Linked DNA regions of Mus musculus: all the other regions are linked to region 3. Evidence: chromatin contacts called from public Hi-C and Micro-C data. All regions are on one chromosome and are shown on one strand. The core of a region is the stretch at or near the end of the contact, and the rest is flanking DNA. Distances in the headings are between cores, read along the strand shown.

Evidence for each region. Hi-C and Micro-C count contacts between places; a contact is called where the count stands out from the background.
Region 1: a contact with region 3 is called in a Micro-C map of embryonic fibroblasts, with 4 times the contacts expected there. The contact joins two enhancer-like sites. A contact is called at or near these places in 10 of 39 promoter capture datasets (the 3T3-L1 cell line, the HPC-7 cell line, cranial neural crest and 7 more), 3 of 484 Hi-C or Micro-C datasets (bone marrow-derived macrophages, embryonic fibroblasts and macrophages) and 7 of 115 datasets of contacts at active chromatin or transcription factors (embryonic fibroblasts, embryonic stem cells, fetal liver and 2 more).
Region 2: a Hi-C map of bone marrow shows a contact between it and region 3, with 1.6 times the contacts expected there. The contact joins two enhancer-like sites. A contact is called at or near these places in 1 of 15 datasets of contacts at CTCF or cohesin (CD8 T cells), 9 of 484 Hi-C or Micro-C datasets (the G1E-ER4 cell line, bone marrow, bone marrow-derived macrophages and 4 more), 3 of 115 datasets of contacts at active chromatin or transcription factors (CD8 T cells, embryonic basal ganglia and stem cell-derived neural progenitor cells) and 2 of 9 other capture datasets (bone marrow-derived macrophages and embryonic stem cells).

What each region holds. Positions count from the first base shown.
Region 1 is chr10:83,150,788-83,155,120 of GRCm38.p6, forward strand. All of the region lies in intron 2 of Chst11 (carbohydrate sulfotransferase 11), which reads left to right. Among named protein-coding and RNA genes, the nearest start is that of Chst11, 170 kb to the left of the region's middle. Within about 2 kb of position 1,749, at least 86 of the 459 cell types and tissues checked have an H3K27ac peak or open chromatin away from gene starts, as enhancers often do. A contact at or near this core is called in the HPC-7 cell line, bone marrow-derived macrophages and embryonic fibroblasts, where this site is marked.
Region 2 is chr10:83,091,874-83,096,007 of GRCm38.p6, forward strand. Chst11 (carbohydrate sulfotransferase 11) reads left to right here. Exons shown (of 3, transcript NM_021439.2): 2 at 196-281. Among named protein-coding and RNA genes, the nearest start is that of Chst11, 110 kb to the left of the region's middle. Within about 2 kb of position 2,633, at least 74 of the 459 cell types and tissues checked have an H3K27ac peak or open chromatin away from gene starts, as enhancers often do. A contact at or near this core is called in CD8 T cells, the G1E-ER4 cell line, bone marrow and 1 more, where this site is marked.
Region 3 is chr10:82,959,878-82,964,284 of GRCm38.p6, forward strand. No RefSeq gene overlaps it. Among named protein-coding and RNA genes, the nearest start is that of Chst11, 23 kb to the right of the region's middle. Within about 2 kb of position 2,859, at least 67 of the 459 cell types and tissues checked have an H3K27ac peak or open chromatin away from gene starts, as enhancers often do. A contact at or near this core is called in CD8 T cells, the G1E-ER4 cell line, the HPC-7 cell line and 3 more, where this site is marked.

The sequences.
Region 1 (4,333 bases), core at 499-2,998, 190 kb after region 3:
AAACCAGCAGAGGACACATGGGAGGAGTGTAGCGATAAAGCTGAACCGGGAGGTAAGCGTGCCCGGGCCCCGGGCTGGTGCATTATTAGTGAGAAAAGGATCCCTTCCGGGCAGCTGTGCCGTGTACAGTGGTGCTGTGTACAGTGGTGCTGTGTACATTGCTGTGTGCATTGGTATGTGGGCATGAAGAATGAGCCTTCCCATTTTTCTTTCGAGAAGGATCACAGAACAAATAAGAATTGGTATGAAATAGGGGTGGGTGGATAGATGGACAGATGGATGAATGGGTGAATGATGGACAGATGGATGGATAGATGGATGGAGGGAGGGAGGGAGGGAGGGAGGGAGGGATAGATGGATAGATGGATGGGTGGATGATGGATTGGTGGATGAATGGACAGATGGATGGATGGGTGGATAGGTGTGGGCATGGGTACCCAGATGGGGTAGTTAAAAGAATGTTGTGTTGGCCTTGAACTCAGAGCTGCTCACTCTCCTGACGCCCCAATTCTGCCATCTTTACATGGAAATGATAAACACTGAGCCTTCCTCCATCTGAGGGTCATGGGGATGCCCAGCTTTAAGAACAAGGTACTGTTGGTTAGTGAAAGGCTGTGCAGCTCTGAAGGATTGCTGGCCCCATAACCTCTCCCCCAACAGCTGGCCGCCCCGGCAGCGTACTGTGCTTAAGGGAGCCTCGGAGCCCTGCGATTGGGCTGGGATTCCTCCAATAAACCTTGTGTAGATCCCCCCACCCCCATTCTTGGCTCCCAAGCAATTTTTCTTCCAGTGGAAGTTGCCAAGTTTTTATGGCTATTGGGTTATCTTATCCATCCAGATGGTTAGTGTTAATTTATGCTGAAATAAATGTGCAAAACCTCATTTGTCTTATTGCTCCCGAAACATGAGGTGTAGGACCTAAAAGACCTTAATATCCAGCCTCCTGCAAGCCAGGGTGTGATATGACTGCCTGCTCTTTCATTCACTCTGGCTCGAAAGCCTGCTTTTCTATCCCTTGATATTTATGTATAAGCAAATTAGGTTGTTTGGTATAAGAAACTCAGACACATTTTATGACTTTTAATATATATGCTTGCCTTGGGTTTGTTAGCTGCTTTTTATTGAGGAGGGAAAAAATAAGCTGTGATTTATTAACTGATGATAAATTTCAAACACCTTTTCTGTACTTTCAAAAACATTAATCATTAGGTATAATGTTAGAGTCGGTGACCAGGGATTTAAAGAGTCATTAGCTGTGTGGCCTCCCTTGGTATGTCTCTCAGGCTAGCGCAGCCACGTCCCCGTCTCGTGAGTAAATACTGCTGTCAAGCCCACTGTGAAGGAGGCATGGTGGATGTGAGACCCGAGGAATGCAAATCACCTGGGAAATAGCAGAGAGGACCACAGTGGCAGAGCTGATAAACGGTTCTTTCCTATGTATGTGGACTTCCCTGTGGAGCAAGCTGGGTCAAAATTAGAAGCCGTGCTGGGGCTGGTCCTGTACCCTCTGCTTGGACACTCACTGAGACGGGGGTTGTTTCCAAAATTCCTCTTGTGTCTTTCGTGAACTTTTCAAGCAGGAAGTTACCAGAGTTCTAATAGGAGCTGGCATTTCCACACGATGATTCATGGGGCTGACTGGAGACTTTCTGAGAGTCAGATGTCTCCGGTCACAGTCCGGAGACCAGGCTATGGGACAGTTAGCTGTATTGTGGTAGATACTTATCTATTCCCTTGAATACAGAAGGCTCAAGGACGGAGTAGGTGATTCATAATGGTTCCAATAAAAAGGCAGATGCTTGCTTCTAGAGCTGGGTCCACACAAGTTCAGTCATGATGCGTCACTTTCTGTGGGACACTTTGAGACTTCCAGTCAAGGCGTGCAACTGTGGTTTCCAGAGAATCCTCTAAGTGGAGCCTTTGGGTTTTTTATTAGTGTTACCTTTTGAGGGTTTTCATTTCTTTGTTTTTAATTTTATGAACTATTCTTTAAAGGGGGTAGGGCATGCTACGATAGTTCTAGCCTGTCTGAGCATGACAGACATGGCTCTGGAAGGCTTTGGCCCTACACCCCATTTCCCCTGCCTTACTAAAAATTGCTAGGTTACATTCCTAAAGCTAGTTACCAAGGTCTATTCCCTTATTTGGCCACTTCCTCCTGTGGTATCAAGGTCCCTGTCAAATACTGAAGTCCAGCAATCAAAAGCTCCCTTTGGCTCACCTAATTAATAAATGCCTCACCCTAACACAGAGTTTCCCCTTTTACCTTTATAAACCCCCATTTGCCTCTGGGCCACCTCTGCCCCCTCTCCCTTGTTTCCTCCCCTTCTCCCACTTTAGCTCCTGTTTTGTCTCTCATTCCCTGCCCTCTGTCCCTCTGGGGCATAGAAATCTCTTTTGTGCCGGGAACTTGGTCTTGGGGTGTTGGGAGCCAACTCCAAGGTTCTCTACACATGCAAAAACAAAAAACAAACAAACAAACAAACAAACAAACAAACAAAAACCAAAAAACAGACACCAAAATTAACCAGCCCCAAAGCCCAGAGCCATGGACTTCTAAAAAGCTAAAATAGGCCTTTGGAGCAGAAGCTGTGGAGCTTCACACTAAATTTTACACTTTCAATATTGAATGTATTTTATGGACTTACCCACCACCAAAACCAAAAAGAATCAGACAGTCGGATGTCGCCATTTTCTTTAACAGTTTTACACACTGAATCTTGTTTTTTACTGTCTCTGCACTATCTGGCCGGACAGTTGGGTGGGTCCTTGTTTCCAAAGCACCCCCTTTCCTATCTGGTTGCCATCAACTTACAGCTAAGACAGCAGCCTTTCTGGTTCTGTGAGACTAAAAAGAGTCCTAGGCTTCAGGATCCAAGGACCAACAAGGCATGAGTTTCAGAGGCATTTCTTAAACGTTTCGTGTTGATTGCTTGTCTTCACTCTTGGGTGACTAAGCCATGGTTGTTGACTGATCTCTTAAAAGAGTCTTCCACCCCAGAGGCACTAAATTGTCTAGGGTCCCGGATGATCTTTAGATATGACCAGGATAAGATGAGATGGGACACAAGATCAATACAGTTCTAGATCCCTTCTTTTTGTCCCAGAACGGCCATTTCCCAGAGAGCTCCAAAGACACTTTTCCTTACCTGTTTTTGTCAGATGTTTGCAGCCCCAGCAGTCTTCTGTACAGAAGCCACCATCTCTTTTCACAAGAGCTTTACGTCAAAGGGTGGGGCTGCCACTCAGCTCTGCGTTTCCTGCCCTTAACTGTCAGTGGAAATGGAAGCAAGCACTCACACTTGAATTTGGCAACAATGTCGTCATGTTTCTGCACTCACGCTTGAATTTGGCAACAATGTCGTCACGTTTCTGCTTATCGCCTCCCAGAGTGGCATGGCATCAGGGGCCCCTGATAATTCTCAAAAGACACTAAAACAGAGAATCGTGGTTATTTGTGTGAGTTAGGGTCCCTCTCTGTGCTTCTGGCACCCCAGTCTGTTTGGCAGAGGGAGCTTGCTGAGACCCTCCAGCCCTGTTCTCCCATTTGCAAGCATTCTGAAGACTGGCCATGATGACGGGCTCTGGACTATAGCTTGCTGTCACAAACTAGGGGCAGACAGATGTCTAGCATGGGAGTCTGTGGCCACAAACGTTTGCACGTGTATTGGTGGATTTAGTTCTCACGGCCCTCCACAACAGCCCCTATGCTGTCTCTGTGATTAATGGAGATACCAACTCAGGGGAAGGTAAGTAACTCAACACTGCCTCTACAACAATACAGTAGATGCAGCCGGAGGACCACACACCCCAATGTGCACGCACACACTCAACCATGTACACATGCACAGATCTTTAAGATAGTTTCAAAACAACTTCAGATTTATGCAGAAAGAAAACCTTAAAAGCTCTTGAGTGGTCAGTCAGGGGCTGCGTGGTTTCTAATAAGACACTAAAATCTACATGCTATAAAACAAAAACAGGGGCTTTACTTAAATAAGTTATGTCACAGGTATATAAGAAAAATGGGCGGAGGCTTTTACTGTTGTTATTTGTGTTTATTTTGAGACAGTCCAGGCTGATCTTGAACCAAACCCTGAAAGTTATTCTCTGATTCCCCAAGCAAATGCCGTGGCACATACACACACCGACACAAGCACACAGCAGTACTATATGATTAAAACATACCACTTAGACATGTGGAAAGTCTTCTGATGTCTAGGACCATTAAAAAATGAATCCAGCTGGTCAGACAACTCCATCAGTTAAGTGCTTAGTGTACCAGTATAAGGCCCTGCATTTGCTCCCCAGAATCCATGTAACAAGGCTAGGA
Region 2 (4,134 bases), core at 1,383-3,882, 130 kb after region 3:
AGTGTGGTCTGTGCCGTGGGGCGTGGGGACAGAAAGGCGTGGTGCTGTTGTGGCCTGGACAGCAGTGGGCTCTTTGCTAGAAGCTGCTCCTTCCTCTTTGCATCCTGTTTCTTCCTCCCTCCCAGATGCCTTTGCCTCTGACAGACAGCAGGCCTTTATAGCTGTTTTCTGATGAGCTTCACTTTTTCTCCCCAGTCATGCGGAGGAACCCCTTCGGTGTGGACATCTGCTGCCGGAAGGGATCGAGAAGTCCCCTGCAGGAGCTCTACAATCCCATCCAGGTAGGACCCCGGTCCTCGTTGCTATCAGTGTATGTTCTGGGGATTTGACATGCCCTTTCCTGCCTTCATGTTCAGCATCCTTTACCGGAAACATTCCCAAACTCAAACCCTTGTGAGCAGCCTCACGGTACCACAAGTGGAAAATCCCGTGTCTGATATTATGCGATGGATCACAGTCAAAATGCAGGTGCACTGAAATACTGTACAAAGTTATCTCAGGACACTGTACATAAGATGCATATGCAATATAAACAAATCTCGTGTGACATCGTCCCAGGTCCTAGCAATGGGACTCTGAACTTCAAAAGTCTGCAAGCTTGTGCAACTCTCCACTGGTACCCCCAGAAAGGTGTGCACATGGATAAACTCCGAGTGCAGTGAGTGAGACCCAGTGATGACCTCGCTACAGAAGACCCCTGGTTGGGGCGTGGGTGTAAAGTAGCTGTTGCTGGTTTTTTTGACTGATTCGTTTAACAAGGTGGCGAGTGTGGCGGTTGGGGTGGGGAGTGGACTGTGCCTTCCATGGGAAGTGAGGAGCAGTCAGGAGGCCTGCTCACCATCGCAGTAACCTCAGGCCACTTGAGTTGGTGTGGAGACTCTTGAGCCCGTCCCTCTGTCGGAATGTCTGTTAGTGTCGCTCCTGATTGAGGGACCGAGCCAATGCCCACAGACCTTGGTAACTGCTGAGAAATGAGTGCGTGCTGAGGAGAGATGGCCTGCGCGTGATCTCAGGGCTTCACTTTGTGCTCCATCTCAATTATGTATTTCCATAGAACGTGGTGCCTGAGGGAGAAGATAATATGCTCGGATCTCAGCGAGGACAGATTCTTAGAGTGATTGCAAAGGCACAAACTTCAAAGCTTCTTGGCTCCACTTTCTCCCTCGAGCCTTCCACCTGTGCTCCCTTCTGGGGGAAAAATAGGACTAGAATCCGGGCACCCTTGGTGACCTAATGGTGTTCAGTGGCGCCCTGTTGATTCTCTGTCTTGAGGCTCTAGGTGAGGATTGCAAACTCAATGCCTCTTGAGGCTTCCTCTGCTGGCTTTTGCAGAGAGAGACTCAAGGGGGATTTGATATGGGTTCCTTTGCTGCCCCCGTGACCTGGCCATTGTGAGTAAGTTTCCTAGCCTGTCTACTCTGTCATCTTTATAAAAAGATCAAGCAGGCTTTGGCCACACATAGAATTTCTGATATGCTCTATTGAAACTCACCCAGGCTACTCCATCAGAACCATCCGCACTCCCTCTGGACATCCTGTATTGATGAACAGCACAAGATGCAAGATGCATAGGCAGAGCCACTTCTACTGTAGCTGACCCTCTGGGTAGAAAGCCCATGGACTGGGTCTTGCCTACCATATACATCCGGTGCCTAACACTGGGCCTGGTTGATGTCTGGGGTCCCCAAGTATCTGTGACATTTGAAAGAGCAAAAGTTCAGGGTTCAGGTTCCCTCTTCCCACGTCTCTAGCTGCGCAAACCGGAAGGTGCCTGCACTAGGTGCCCGTTTCCCAGCATGCCTCTGGAACTCTGGAGGATGACTGTGAACTGTCACTTTCCTCAATTTCAGAGTCAGACTTGGTGTCAAAGTCCAGTGACATCATTTCCTAGCTCTGTGACCTTGCACAGGCCACATAACCACGCTTTGACTGCCATCCCTCTTTTATGACATTCGGGGACTAATACCAACTGCTGTATTCAAGAGGCGGTGCAGTGACCTTCTGTGCTGGCTGCCTGCTATGGGGCTTGTGCTTTCCTGGTTTGTTCCCTCACTGACCCCCTGGCATGTCAGAGACTGGGCATAGAGGGCACTGAAGCTAATATAGCCACCTGCGATGGGTACTTGCTCTGTCCCAGGACTGGTGTGCACAGACGGCCTTGTCTGTTTTTTTTGGCAGACCAGTCAGAGGAAAGGTGACTATCCCATCTCCTGTCATCCCTCCTCACAGCGATAGTGAGTGTTGTGTTAGTGAAAGGCACATTCACTAACACAACCAGAGGAGGGCACTGGTAAGTGAGTCACTATCCTTTAAGGGCATCTTGGGCACACTGTCTGGCCTCTCCAGCCCATCAAGCAAACACTCTTCAGGAAGATCACCCCATTTCCTGTGGATGTAGTTTTCTGGGTCTAGTTTCCTTTACAAGTGGCAGTTGTGCCCCGTCCCCGCGCAGTCCTTAAGCAGGGTTTGTTTTTGAAGAAGCAGCCCTGGTTAGCGGTGGGCTGCGGAGTTTAAGATGGGGACATGCTGATGAGCTTAGACAGCATTGCCTTCCTGAGTCATCTCCAGGCTTAACGCTGGGCTGAGCTCCCCTGCACATTCTCATAGTTTCCTACCAGCTCAGCTGCCGAGCCTGGAACAGTGTAGTCACTGAGGCAAGTGGCAAACTCTCTGATCGCTCTAACCTGAACGGCTCCCAGAAATGGTGTTCGCAGCTTTTTTTTTTTTTTTTTTTTTTTTTTTTTTTTTTTTTTGCTGAGTGTCTCTTTGGTCTTAGTAACAGGATGGTAAAAATGAGACCATTTATTTTTTTATGACAAGAAATTCACCTAACAGCAAGAAGCACCTTCTGTTTTTGTTTTTGTTTTTTGAGACAGGGTTTCTCTGTATAGCTCAGGCTGTCCTGGAACTCACTTTGTAGACCAGGCTGGCCTCGAACTCAAAAATACACCTGCTTCTGCCTCCCAAGTGCTGGGATTAAAGGCGTGTGCCACCATGCTCGGCTCAAGAAGCGCCTTCTTAGTTATCTCGGATACATAGGCTAGGCCAGACACTTCCTGGGTCTTGGATTCAGCTCACTGAATATGTATGGTAAGCTCTGAGCTAGATGGTATTTCCCCTCTTATGGATAGAGAAGTGAAACTAATAATTGTATATGATTTATTTGAGCCCAGATCACTAGTAGGAAGCAGTGAGGATCCAACCACAGAAGGAACGGGGAAATTGCACGCAGTTACTAGTGACTGGTACTGGTGACTATTACCCTCGAAATCCTCTTGGCAGGAACCAACCCCCTCCTGCAAACAGATGTATATCCAACAAGGTTTTCCCTGGATAAAGAGTGAAATCAGCCCAGGGGCAGTTGCCTCTACTCTGACTTCAGCATCTGGGGCTTTCTTAGTGCACTGAAACCCCCAAACCATCCAAAGAACAATTGGTTAAGAAAAAAAAATCCTTCCCAGTCGATATTCTTAGCAAAATAGCCCTGTAATGTCTTATAATTTTCCTGGTTCTCTGCTGTCTCCCTGGCCCCAAAATAAAACATAATTGCTGATTGGATCAGCTGGCGCCGAGTCACCGAAAGTTCAGGAGTTGCCAACCACAGACTTGTGGGCCGAGCCATCTGCAGGCTGCCCCCGCTCAGTCAGTGCTGACCCACAGGGCAGAGAACTGCTCTCAGCTGGTTGAGAGGGTGTAATTGTCCCTGAATGCCATCGAGGGTGAGACAGCTTGTCCTCCTGCCTCCCCACCTCCCGGCCTCTCATGGCTTCCCTGAAATCTTCACAGTATCATTCATGCGGTTTGGCCTGCCCTGCCATGTCTTTCTTTAGCATGTGTGCCTGCCCTGTTATTAGAGCATTCTAAGGGGGCAGGGTGCGTGGCTCAGTGCTGGCCACGAACTTGCAAGCAGCATAGCTAGGTCTGAACGGGGCTTCCTGGAGTCCCTGGGTCCAGATGTTTAGGGATCTAGAAGTGTTCTGGGTGATGTGTTGCTGAATATGGCTGAAACTCTGCGGTCCTGCTCCCTCAGTTACGGGGCAGTCTCTTGGTGTGCTGAAGTGAACTTTCTCCTCCAGGGATGCACTGGATTAAGGATGGAGTGAAGAAGAAAGGGAGGAAGGAGAAAGACAGTTG
Region 3 (4,407 bases), core at 1,609-4,108:
AGGCAGAGTGGTAACATCTGTAATCCCAGCTCTCAGAGGCCGGTGCAGGAGAACTGAGAGTTTTGAGGGCAGACTGACTGCATATGAAGCCTCTGTCTCAAACTTAACCTAAGAAAAGACTACACCTGTCCCAGTTGTTTTGCATCTCCCCCTGCCCCTGGTATTTTCATCTGCATGTTTCATGTGTGGGTACTGAGACTCAATACTCTAGTCCCCATTTCATGTGTGGGTACTGAGACTCAATACTCTAGTCCTCATTTCATGTGTGGGTACTGAGACTCAATACTCTAGTCCCCATTTCATGTGTGGGTACTGAGACTCAATACTCTAGTCCTCATTTCATGTGTGGGTACTGAGACTCAATACTCTAGTCCCCATTTCATGTGTGGGTACTGAGACTCAATACTCTAGTCCCCATTTCATGTGTGGGTACTGAGACTCAATACTCTAGTCCCCATTTCATGTGTGGGTACTGAGACTCAATACTCTAGTCCTCATTTCATGTGTGGGTACTGAGACTCAATACTCTAGTCCTCATTTCATGTGTGGGTACTGAGACTCAATACTCTAGTCCCCATGCTTCACTGACGGAACTGTTTCTGTTTCTTAATTCACTGTGGCTGAAGTTTCTAAAGCTGACAACCCAGGGAGCCAAAATAAAATAAAATAAAGCAATGTAAATAAAGTAACTCTTCAAAGATTCTGTTGTGGGATTACAACCAGGTCTTGAAGAATCCAGAATTCCCTGTTACCCCTGCATCGTTTGGCACAAACGGTGTTGTTCTAACACCTGTCTGGGTTGTGGAGAAAGGGGAATTTTCATGGGCATGGGCGGCAGCGGGGTGGGGGTGGGGTGGGGTGTGCAATAAGAAGGGCCGAATAGGTGGGTTTGGTAGAGTCAGAGTAATAATTAAAAAAAAAAATAATAATAAAGTAGAATCAGAGCAATAATTAAGGTAACTACAAAGATGGTGGTGATCCGCCTGTCTTTCTGACTCACATGTCTCGGGAACCCTGTAGAACATCAGATTCACAGGGAGGTTGGAATACAAAAGGATCCTCAGCTGGGTGGCAGTGGCATCAGTGGCAGTGGCCAATGCCTTTAATCCCAGCACTCCAGGCAGAGGCAGAAGGATCTCTGAGTTCAATTTTGAGGCCAGTCTGGTTTATAGAGCTAGTTCTAGGACAGCTAGGGATACACAGAGAAACCCCTGTTTCAAAAAAACAAGACACGATAAAAACAACAACAACAACAAAGATCGTTAGCTTTATTTTCCCCACAAGTGAAAGAGATGTGGATTTCCTAGATGAATAAACAGCTCCTTGAAGCTCAGCCTTTAAGGGTTGGGGGCACAAGACTCCAGAACTATGCTGGCCTGGTGTCTTAGGGTTTTATCTGTGAACAGACACCATGACCAAGGAAACTCTTAGAACTGAAAGCATTTTATTGGGGCTGGCTTAAAGTTTCAGAGGGTCAATTCGTTATCATCATGGCAGGAAGCATGGCGGTGTGCTGGCAGCTGCGAGTTCTACACCTTGATCCTTCAGGAGATTCTCTTCTGTAGGCAGCTAGGAGGCGCTCTTCCACACTGAGAGGAGCCTGACCATAGGAGTCTCAAAGCCCACCCACATAGTGACGCACTTCCAACAAGGCCACACCTCTTCCAGTAAGGCCACACCTCCCAATAGTGCCAACTCTGCTATGGGCCAAGCAGTCAAACACGGGAGTCTATGGGGGCTAACCCTATTCAAACCACCACACCTGGTGAAGTTGTTTATTTGAAACTATCCACGTGGCACAGCTCAGTAGAGTAGTGTGTTGTGGACTATCTGAGCCAGACAGCCGCCATCATCTGGAGTTCTGCTAGGTCTGTTCATGGAAGGCCATCACAACTGGGACCGCTGACTTTTTGACTCTCCTCACAGGTCATAAGAGCCTCCCTGAGTGCTCAGTTGTCTTCTCAGCCAGCTGTTCAAAATTCTGCCCTAAGTGCACGTGATCTTCCGGGAAGGTGTTGAAGGATGCCTTGAAGGGGGATTCTGTCCACACAGCCCTGGGGAAGTCATTATCGCGAAGTGAGAAAAGCCTATTTGCTAAATCCTGACCCAACCTTAGGCTAAAACTTTGGTCCGACTGACCCTCAGGCACATATGGTACTTACAGGAGAGCTTTTGCTAACCTGCTTTGTTCTGCTTCGGTAACGGTAAGGCTTTCTGCTCTCCAATCAATTAGAGACACCGTAGTGACACAACTGTGCCCTGTTCTTATTAAGAGTGCATATCCTGTCATGCTTGCTGACAGCTGTCACAGCTCCATCAATGGGATGCACCAAACTTGTGGGTTTTTATCTTTATCACCCTCCTGCTCACTCAGCTCAGGACCACCTCCAGACTTGTAATCACAAGAGTGCATGCCTGCAGCTGGGTCTGTGTGACTCCATAAAAACTTCAAATTCACAAAGAGCTTGTCCTGGTCTACTTCCCTTGGGTGAGCCCGGCTATAACAATCCCTGCTGGGTACAGACCTTCCAGTGTGGCCCCCTGTGAGGATGTGTGCCCTTGCCCATAATCCCCCACACACTGCTCTATGAGTGAGGCTAAGGATGTCATTGGTTCCCCCCAGTCAAGCTTTGGTGGAATCATGCCTGCACCTTGGTTTGTAACTGGGGCCTTGGGAAGAGGGGTAGATGTTGTTTTCATATCTCCCAAGACAGGAATTTTAGCAACTCCACTAGAGGATGAGCAATGCCCGAAGAATCCTGGGAGAAGGAGAAGAAGGCCCACGGGAACATTCAGACAAGGCTTTGAACACCCGCCCATGTGAGGGACAGTCACCCTTACTCAGAGGGGTCTGCTCTCAGATGAAGCCACCAACTGCTGATGACTAGTGAGTTCCCTCTGCCTGTGGGTGTGGGGTGAGGGGTGTTGTGGGTTGATGACTCGGTCAATATTCTCAACTTCCCCTTAGAGGCTGCTAACTCCTAACTCACAGAGAGGGTCAAGGAACTCACGGGTGGGATGTGAAATAGGAGAGATGTGTTAAGGTGGAGAAGGAATTTGCCCACTGTGACTCAGCCATCCTCACTGTCCTCACCGGTCTTCCTGCTGTCACTCTAAATGCTGTGAAACAGAGCATAGGCTAGGAGAGAGAGGTGCTGGGAGCGTTGATTGTCTTGCTCTCCTAAAACTCACCCAGGCCTGTCTGTTTTGTGTTCTTTTAACATGTGTGTTTCACAAATGCTTCTGAGGGTCCTATCGGGGGAGTTGAAGAGGAAGTGTAAAGAGAAGAGTCTCATTACATTTATTTATATAGTAGTGTGCACACATACACAGATGCACATACACACACACAGACACATACACAGGCGCACACACACATATACACAGACATAGATACACATGTACACATAGGCACACACACATTCATACATACACACATAGACATAGATATACATACACAAATACACAGACACACATACACAGGCACACAGACAAACACATGTACACAAACACACAGACACACATGCACACATATATAGGCATACACAAACAGATACTCACACATAAGTAAACACATATACAAACATATACACACAGAAACGCACACATACATAGGCACATGCAGAGACACACGCACACAGACAGAGATACACATTGGGTTGCTATTCCTGGTTGTCAGCTAGCCTACACCTGGAATGAACTACAATCCAGAAATGAAAGACACACCTGTGACCCAGGTCTGTCTGAGGCTGGAAGACACAGGCTTCAGACCTGGATCTCCCCATGGGATGATGCATACTTTTGATCCAGATCTTGAGGCATAGTGGCTTTGAAAAGTTTAGGCCCAGATAAGGTAGTACATACCTTTAATCCCAGGAGACTGAGGCAAGCAGATCTTTGAGTTCAAGGCCAGCCTGGGACAGAGCAAGTTTCAGATCCAGGCATGGTGGTACACAGCTTTAATCTGGGCCACACCTGCTGGAAGCCTACATAAGGACTTTGGAAGAAGGATCTCTCTTCTTCTACTGCTTGCACTTCCTTGACAGCATATCTGATGGAACCTACTTCTTCAGGAGTCCAGCTTATACAGAAGACCACACCTACCCTTGTGGGACTGACCAACTACTAGATTCTTGGGCTTTCATTCACAGCTGCCCATTGTTGGGTTAGTTAGACTGCAGACTGTAAATCATTATAATAAATTCCCTTAATATATAGAGACAACCTGTAAGTTCTATGACTCTAGAGAACCCTAATACACACACACACACACACACACACACACACACACACACACGCATACCCCATGGCGGAGCACATTGGGCAGCTTGGGAGAGCCGGTTCTTTTCTTCTCCTATGTGGGTTTCAGAGACTGAACCCATCAGGAAAGGCAAATGCCTTTCCCCA